2 separate regions of the Sus scrofa genome follow, and region 1 is linked to region 2. A link is a contact called in public promoter capture Hi-C data. All regions are on one chromosome and are shown on one strand. The core of a region is the stretch at or near the end of the contact, and the rest is flanking DNA. Distances in the headings are between cores, read along the strand shown. Region 1 holds the start of PTPN1 (protein tyrosine phosphatase, non-receptor type 1). Region 2 holds the start of ZNFX1 (NFX1-type zinc finger-containing protein 1).

What was found. Promoter capture Hi-C pulls out the DNA fragments that hold promoters and counts their contacts.
Region 1: a contact with region 2 is called in a promoter capture Hi-C map of fetal liver, with 2.8 times the contacts expected there. The contact joins the promoter of PTPN1 here to the promoter of ZNFX1 in region 2. A contact is called at or near these places in 1 of 5 promoter capture datasets (fetal liver) and 1 of 2 datasets of contacts at active chromatin or transcription factors (alveolar macrophages).

The regions. Positions count from the first base shown.
Region 1 is chr17:52,015,608-52,020,083 of Sscrofa11.1, forward strand. PTPN1 (protein tyrosine phosphatase, non-receptor type 1) reads left to right here and starts at 1,497. Exons shown (of 10, transcript NM_001113435.1): 1 at 1,497-1,730. The coding sequence starts at 1,668.
Region 2 is chr17:50,956,633-50,961,062 of Sscrofa11.1, forward strand. It overlaps ZNFX1 (NFX1-type zinc finger-containing protein 1), which reads right to left and starts at 2,090. Exons shown (of 14, transcript XM_021077518.1): 1 at 1,634-2,090. It overlaps LOC100627868 (a long non-coding RNA gene), which reads left to right and starts at 2,209. Exons shown (of 5, transcript XR_300503.3): 1 at 2,209-2,357; 2 at 2,683-2,792. LOC106506050 (a long non-coding RNA gene) reads right to left here. Exons shown (of 3, transcript XR_002339902.1): 3 at 2,769-2,860.

The sequences.
Region 1 (4,476 bases), core at 247-2,746, 1.1 Mb after region 2:
ATGAAGGTTCCCAGGCTAGGGGTCATATCAGAGCTGTAGCTGCCCGCCTACACCACAACCATAGCAATGCCAGATCTGAGCTGTGTCTGCAACCTACACCACATCTTGCAGCAACGCTGAATCCTTTAATCCACTGAGCAAGGCTAGGGATCGAAGCTGCGTCCTCACGGATGCTAGTCAGATTTGTTTCTGCTGAGCCACGACAGGGACTCCTGAAGTGGGTACTTTTATTATCTTCATTTAACAAAGAAGGGAAAGAAGGCAGAGAAGGGGTAGGTAATTTGCCCAAGGTTGCACAGCTAGTGTTTGGTTGCGTTGGAATTTGGAATCAGCCTGGCTCCAAAGCAAGCACTCCCCTGGAGACTACTTAGAATCCTGGCTTCCATACCAATATGCAAAGCTACACTGGACAAGTGATTTTGCCTCTCTGCACCTCAGTTTCCTCACCTGTAAAATGGGAATGATACCAGTGTCTATATTGTAGGGTTGTTGTAGAGATTAAATGAGAAAGTGTACTTGGAATGCCAGGCACAGTGCCTGCCATAAGCATTCAAGGAATGAGCTGGAATTCAACACAGCTGCTTCTTGGGAGGCTTGAGATGGGAAGAGTGAACAGAGATAATTCTGTCCTCCTCTAGGTCTCTGACCCCATGGAATTCGCAATCTCCACATAACGTGTCAGGACCAAAACTGGATGGCTTAAAGTAGAATCTGTGGGAAGGAAACCTGACCAGCCCTTCTCATATGTGCTTCAAAGATCATAGATATAGAATTAGCTGGAGTTGCCCGTGAAAAATACAGATTCCTGTATCCGAATCCTTTGGAGGTGGACCCAGAAATCTGCCATTATTCAACACACGAATGCACCATGGAATTTGTGCTCCACTGAGTCCAGTCTGAGCAGGTTTTCCTTCCTACTTTGGGAAAAAGTGAAAATCATTACAAGACCCCAATCCATTCATTCTTGCAATGCCCAAGATAGGAGACTCCAAATGGAAATCTTGAGTTTCAGACAAGGATAGTACATTCAGGGGGCACCAGCAGCCTGGTAAATCAGGAAGCTCTAAGTTGTCATGAAAAAAACGCGCATATCTTGCTGGAGGCGGGAAGATAGAAGGGGAGCGTTCAGCGGCCCCCACCCCCGCAGCTTGGAGCACTTAGGCCTGGGCCCTGGAGCTGCAGGAAACAGGGATGATGCTTCAAAGTCACTCTCTGACTCAATGGACCACGTGGAGGCTTAAACTCTAAATCTGTGGGGGCTTTGCAAACCCACGCGCGTGGGCGGGGCTCCCGGGGGTCGCCTAAGCAACCGGCGCGTGCCACGCCCAAGCCCGGAGCCCAGGATGGGAGGAGGAAGCGCACGCTGCAAGATATCTCGCGGGGCTGAGGCGGCTCTCCTCAGCACCTCCCCCGACTCCGCCCTGCGGAAGTGCTCGATGACGTTTTGAACGCTTATTGGTCCTTCCGCTTGAGGGGCGGAGCCCGCGGCAGCGCTGTGCGTACTTCCGGCTGCCGGGTTGACATGAAGAAGCAGCGGCGGCCGGGGCGGCGGTAGCGGCCGGAGTCGAGGTTTGCTGCGGGACTCCGGGCGGAGTGTGCGAAGCGGCCGAGAGAAACAGACGGCGCAGTGGGCCCAGGAGGAGGCGCAGCAGCCGCCCTGGCCGGTCATGGAGATGGAAAAGGAGTTCGAGCAGATCGACAAGGCCGGGAACTGGGCGGCCATTTACCAGGTGCGGGAGCTCCCCGGAGCGCGGCAGGCCCTTCGCTTAGGCCTCGTGAACCTTCTCTTCAGACCCCAGACCCCTTTCTCCGCCTGGGTCCCGCCCTCCGCTCAGCCCTGCTGCTTGAGGATTCGGTCCGACGGCAGCGGAGGCCGGTCCCCTCTCTTTGTCCCCCGGGTGGGTCTGCGTCTCTCCCTGGCTTCGCAGTCCCCTTTGATTTCCCACCTACCTCATATCCTCCAGCCCGGGTGACCTCTCAGTCCTGGGAGCCGCCCGCCTCTGCTCCCCCTTGCACCCCGACCCCGCCCCCCTGCCTGTCCAGTCTTTGTCCCCAGGGGTTGATAGAACACCCCCACTACTTCCTTTTCTAAACTGGACCACCTCAAACTGTCTTCCTTTGTCTCTCTGGGGGAAAGGGTTGCTCTCCCCTCCCTCCTTTACATTTCCTTTCCCCTAGTGTGTGTCGAGTCCCATGGATGACAGTCCCTTCCCCCTTCCTGTTCATTCATTTAATGGGTCTGAATTGGCGTGCCTCTTCCGTGCTAGGCACTGCCTAGGCGTTGGAGGTAGTGTTTGCTGGACAAGACAGACAAGATCCTGTCCCCCGTGGAGCTGCGAGTCGAATAGGACGGTCAGACACAAAAGCAAATAATTTCAGATGGCGACAAGTGCTGTGAAGAAAACAAAACATAACGGGGTGAAGAGTAACTTTAGGGGAAAGTGGGCTACCTCAGAGAATGGGATCAGGGAAGATCTGTCAGAGGAAGAGACGTCTGCTCTGTGAGCTAAGCCCTGAGAGTGTCAGACTCTTGCTTTCTAGCCGGGAAGCCAGTAGTACCCACTCCACTGGGCCAAAATATTACCCTGTGTCGGACAAGCAACAGGGAAGATTAACCTTTTTTATCCCTCTCTAAAATAGTATCTTTCCTCCATGAGCATCTTATCCTTTGATCATGGTTGAGATGATCGTGTCTTCCCAGTCCTCATCTTCTTGTGGGTTATGGTGGTTCAGAAATGAAAAGTTAGGAAGGTGGGGGTTCTCACATATCGCCACATCTTCAGATTAAAAAGACCCAGAGGTCTGCTTTCCCAAACAGCTAAATCCTCTGAAGAAAATACGTGCTGCCTATTAAATGTCATTGTGGGGGTTGTGAGGATTAACCAAAACCACACTCGGTGTTTTAAATAAGCAATGTACAGAATAGAGAGATGTTGTTACTTGTGTAAAGGGAGAAGGCAGTTTATTCTGTTTGGGGCTTATAGGCTCAAAAGGCAAATTGTGAGATCCATCAGCTGGTAGTATTAAAGTCTATTTTGAGCTCCACTTAAAAAGGAAAAAAGCTTTAAGCAGTTCTTTGGTATGCTTGACTAACAAAAGCCTTTTTTTGTCAGGCTTGGTTTCATGTGGATTTGCATCAAGCTTATTTGACAGGATTCTCTTTAGTTGCACTGTAATGTATATTAGCTTCTGATAGGCTAATATTTCTAACCACTTTAATCTGTATAAGTACGATCAATCAATATATAAAATTTGTATTCCGTGTCTAGTCTCTCTGAGTTAATCGAATGAATTCCGCTAGTGACTTAGAGAATGTGTAGACAAATTTACTGCATCGCATTTAATACAGTAGACTCTAAAGTGGTTTAAATGAAACAATTCTCTGTCTGAAGTGTTGGGGTTGATTATGATATTCCGCATCACATCTGGGGGTGGCCTCCAGGAGGCACTGGGCAGTGTGGGAGACCAGTCACTCAAGCATTGTTAAAACTGTGTTCAGCAGGCCACTAGCATGGAACATGGTCTTCCCTTAATTTCTCTCATTGTTCTTATGTTTGTCTATCACCTTGGAACCCCAGGAGCTAGTTGAGGTTGCTGTACAGTTGATTTCTCTAGATTCTAGAGGTAGTTTCTTTTATCTTAAAGAATCGTACACCATGGGCTTTCTCACCTCTGCAGTACAGATATTTTTCTTTTGCAGAGTTACAATCAGAAGTTCTTTTCTTTCCGGACATAAAAAGTGGCTTCTGGACATTAAAAGTGGCCAACTGTGACATTTTAAAAAATGAGGGGTTCAAACGACCTTGAGATCTAAAGTGGCACTTTTCCAAAGTGTGTGCCAATTTACCAAAACCATTATTTTTTAGGAATTCACAGAAATGTGTTTATGGTTGGTAGAAAATGGAAGTTAAAAAAATTAATATTTTATAGCATGTCACAGTGAGGGCAGCCTTATATAAAATCATTTTGAGCTTGCTGAGTCTGATGATTTTAAAAATAATATGTAATTTTTGCTTGACATTTTGTAAACAAAGCAGTGGTTATTTCTCAGTATACTAACTTCTTACTAGAATGAAAAGATGTAAAAACTTGGAAACAGTTGGGAAAAGAACAAAGGATGAAGTAGACTTGAACTCTGAGGAATGTGGTGGCTTAGAAAACAAATGTTTCAGGCAAAGATCCTCTGTTAGCTCCGTTTAATAAAGTGAGCATAATTGTTTTTAATTGTTAATGCTTATGAATAGCATAGATACTAATACGCATTTAGGTCTATAAAAAGTCAGCTTTGATAGCATGCATAGATGGTTTTAAAAATTGTTTTCTATCATTTAAACAATTGTATGTCTGGTTTGAAAAGTGGAAGTAATACTTAACAAGCCTGAAGTGTCCAGAAGAGAAGAGAGAACACAGATAGGGAAAGGTATTGGTTTTTGGAGCTAGAAAGAGAGAAGGGCGGGCTTGAATGAATGAAAATAG
Region 2 (4,430 bases), core at 840-3,339:
GTATTCATCACCCCATCCAGACTTTATATTATTCAGTACTCTATAGTTTGTAAATAATTAGTGAGCAGTTATCGCTCATCCTACTCTTTGGAACAGAGCCAAACTGATTAAGCCCTCCACTCTACTGAATCAAGAGAAAGAAATTACAAGTTCCTATAACCAGCAGCAACCTATGGGATGCTGCTTCCTCAGGACCAGCAAGAAATCTGCGGTTCTTTCCTTCTCTTTTTTTCTACCTTGATGGTTTTTGACAGTAGTTCCGTAAGAGGACAAGGAAGCCCCTTCTAAGGGAACTTCTCCATGTAACTCATACAGGTCATGTTGGCTGGAGGTAGGCAAAGAGTGGGTGACTGAGAGTCTTTAGCAAAGGGACTTTTTCGACTGCCCCCTCACTGTTTTAAAACATACATAGTTGAAAACTGTGACTAGATTTGGCAACATATGAGGAATAGCTTTTATCCTCATCAGATAAAGAAGTCCCTTTCCTGCCTGCTGGGAATATAAGGAATCCCATCCCTTATCAAACCCAGCTCTCATGGCACAGGTTCAATATTTAGAGGAGTTTTTTTTAATTACAAAAATTCTGAGGGGAAAATTCCTTCTTCCTCTTGCTAAAAGATACTAAAATAGAAACTCACAATTTTTCTGGGATAAAAGAAAGAAAAAAGAAAGGAAAGGGAGGAGCAGAGAGGAACAGGAAATGTTATACACACACACACAAAAGCAGACTGGAGTGGGTTGCTTTGGGAATCAAGGCCTAAATGAGCAGGATGAAGAAAATCAGTGATGGTCAGGCTGGCAGAGGAGTTAAATTAGAGAGGAATGTTAATCACCAGGGTGAGATGAAAGAGGTTAGAGCTGGGTTTCAGGGGGAAGTCTCCAGGGTCCTGAGAGAGTCTAAGAAAAAATGGAGGAGTCTCTGGCACCCAGGAGCCCAGTAGGTCCTGATAATGATATTTTAGGGTCAAGGGAGAGCCAGGGCTGTGTGGGGACATGAAGAAGGTGCCAAGGCAAGGCTGAAGAGGAGAGCGGCAGAGAGGTGGGGGAGAGTGGAGGAGATCTGGGGGCCTCAAGAAAAGTGTGGGGCTGAACTCAACTAGGGGTTGCTTGCTGAAGTGAGGGGGGACCTGGAAATAGGGATGGGAGCGGAGGGTGCTTCTAGAAGATGGGGGATGAGGGATGAATGAGGCGACGGGAGGATGAAGGAAGACGAAGAGGGTGCTGTGACAAAAAGTGAGAGCCGAGATGGGGGGAACAGAAAAACTAGATGAAGAGAGCGGAGGAGGGCTCTGGGGGCAGAGGAGGTGAAGGGGGCGCTGCGGGGGTACCAGGGGTGCCGAGGCGGGACAGAGACGGGTGATGGAGGCGATGGGCAATGAGGAGGGGATGGGGTGCTGAGGGGCGCTGAGGACAGGGGACAGGTACTCAAGTGGATAGAGGGGACGCTGAGAAGTGATGAGGGCTGAGAGGGGGTGACGGGTGCCGAAGAGGGTGATGGGGACGCGGGGGCTGAGGCGGCGGCGGGAGCGCTGAGGCGGGCGCCAGGGCAAAAGTGGCGACAGTGGCAGGGTGGCGCGGCCGCCGGGGACCCGGAGCAAGTGTGGGGCCAGGGCTCGGGGCAGGGGTCACTCACCCAGCTCCGATACGTCCGCACTCCACCACTGCCGCCGCGGACTGGCGCTCGGACTCGGGCCCTGGATGGTCCGCGGCCCCGCCCGGAGCCTCGCACTTTCGGTTTCCTTTCTCCCCAGACACTCGGCGGAGCTGGGGGCCGGCCCGGAGGAGGAACACGAGAAGGAGGGGCCCTGGCCCTGGCCCAGCCGGCGCCCCCGCCCTCAGGCGGGGCAGGGGCAGGCAGACGCTCGGGCGTCGCCTCAGCTCCCCCAGGCGGCGGGGCCCGTGGGCTCCGCCGGGAGCCGCTGAGGGGAGGGGACTGCAGGAGGCGGGTTAACAGCAACCAAGGCCGTCGCAAGCCTCAACGGTCCCAGAAGGAGGGGGGAGCCGGCGGACGGCTTGTTGCGTGTGAAGCGCGACATGGCGGCGAGGCCGACCAGCCCGAGTGGCCTCGTGTATGCAGAGAAGGGGCGGGGCTAGAGCGGTCTCGACCTCCAGTAGACTTGCCTCCGGCAGGGCCGCGCGGAGACTACATTTCCCAGAGGGTGCTGCGCGTCGCGGAAAGGAGGGGGAGGAAGCACTTTGACTCCAGTGCGCAGGCGTGAGAGTCTCCTCAGGCTATTTAAGCGAGGCTCGAGTGTTTCGCGTTCTTTCGCTTCTGCGGCGCTCGTCGGAACCTTTGTCTCTCTGTTCCTCTTCTGATGGCGTTCTACCCTGGGAACGTGGGTGTGCTACTCCATGTGGTGAGTGAGATAAAGGTATCTTTGTCTTTGTGTGGTTGCTTTTGCCGTCCTCTTCTTGGGTCCCCCTTGTTTTGATATAGGTCATAGGCCCACTAAGGGAGATAAATTAAAGCTGGAGAAACTCGCTCCATGTGCTCGGGCCTGTGGGTGGAGCCCGTGGCTGGTGTAAATGATGACTTTACTTTTTTCCCCATCAGATCGACAATGCTGATGTTTTTGAGTACTTGCCAGTTAATTCTGATACACTAGCCACAAAAGGCCCTGCCACGTTCTTTTTTTCCTAACTCTGGAAAGATGGCGATTGATGACCTTGCTTTGTTCGCAGGTTTGCATGATCAGAGACTGCAGGATGGATCTCGGAGAAGACGACTCCTGCTGGGCCTCTAAGGCAACCATGTATAGACATCCACAATCTTCAGTCTCCTGATCTCTGGGGTAAGCGTTTGTATTTTGGCCCGTTGTAGGAAATGCGTGTTTTAAAGAACTTTAGTTTGATAGATGACCTTGGAGAGAAAAAGGGAAGTTAAGGACAGCAAATAAGCACAAAGGTGGAGGTTACCTACGTGGGGTCCAGAAGGATGTGGTTTTGTCCTATTGGCCTTACCCAGTTACCTATGTCATCAGTCCTCGCCATGGTTTTTTTGCCCTTTTCTTCCTGCAAGATTAAGTCACCATTCCTCACATCCCTTTGCTATCAGTTGAGGAGTGGGTTAAAGATTCATGTCCAGGAGTTCCCGTCGTGGCGCAGTGGTTAACGAATCCGACTAGGAACCATGAGGTTGCGGGTTCGGTCCCTGCCCTTGCTCAGTGGGTTAATGATCTGGCGTTGCCGTGAGCTGTGGTGTAGGTTGCAGACACGGCTCGGATCCCGCGTTGCTGTGGCTCTGGCGTAGGCCGGTGGCTACAGCTCCGATTCAACCCCTAGCCTGGGAACCTCCATATGCCGCGGGAGCGGCCCAAGAAATAGCAACAACAACAACAGACAAAAAGACAAAAGACAAAAAAAAAAAAAGATTCATGTCCAGCTAGGCGTAGGTATACTCCCTATAGTAGACAAGGCCTTTGGGGATGTTAATCCCTGGAGCCCTTTAGCCAAATATTAATCAGTAGCCACGTCAAAGAATGCGTTGAAGCCCATGTTCTGCACTGACTGAGTTACTATTTTGCTTCACTAGGGCATACGGAATTCTTTGGGTCAGGGATCAGATCTGAGCTGAAGCTGCAACCTACCCCACACAACACTGGATTCTTTAACCCACTGCCAGGCTGGGGGGTCTAACGTATGTCCTGGTGCTGTAGAGAGGCCCCAGATGTACTGTGCCACGGAATTTCCAAGTGGTTAATGTGATGACTTGTCTTTTTTTTTTTTTTTTTTTGTCTTTTTGCCATTTCTTGGGCCGCTCCCATGGCATGTGGAGGTTCCCAGGCTAGGGGTCGAATCAAAGCTGTAGCTGCCAGCCTGCCCCAGAGTCACGGCAACGCCGGATTGTTAACCCACTGAACAAGGGCAGGGATCGAACCCGCAACCTCATGGTTCCTAGTCGGATTCGAAAACCACTGCCCCACGACGGGAAGTCCTGTGACGGCTTTTTTTTTTTTTTTTTTTTTTGTCTTTTTGCCATTTTCTGGGGCCGAACCCATGGCATATGGAGGTTCCCAGGCTAGGGGTCCAATCGGAGCTGTAGCCGCCTGCCCACACCAGAGCCACAGCCACGCGGGATCTGAGCCATGTCTGCGACCTGCACCACAGCTCACGGCAACGCCGGATCCTTAACCCACTGAGTGAGGCCAGGGCTCGAACCCACAACCTCATGGTTCCTAGTCGGATTCGTTAACCACTGAGCCATGACGGGAACTCCTGTGATGGCATTTTTTTTTAAAGGAAAGCCAAATAAATGTACTTTGTTGGCCTAGTTACTTTTATTACCCAGAATCTTTTACCCACGCTTGTGGCATGTGGAAGTTCCTGGGCCATGGATTGAACCTAGTTTTCGGTTTTGGTTTCTTTTTTTTTGGTTTGGTTTGGTTTGGTTTTGCTTTTTCGGGCTGCACCCATGGCATATGGAGGTTCCC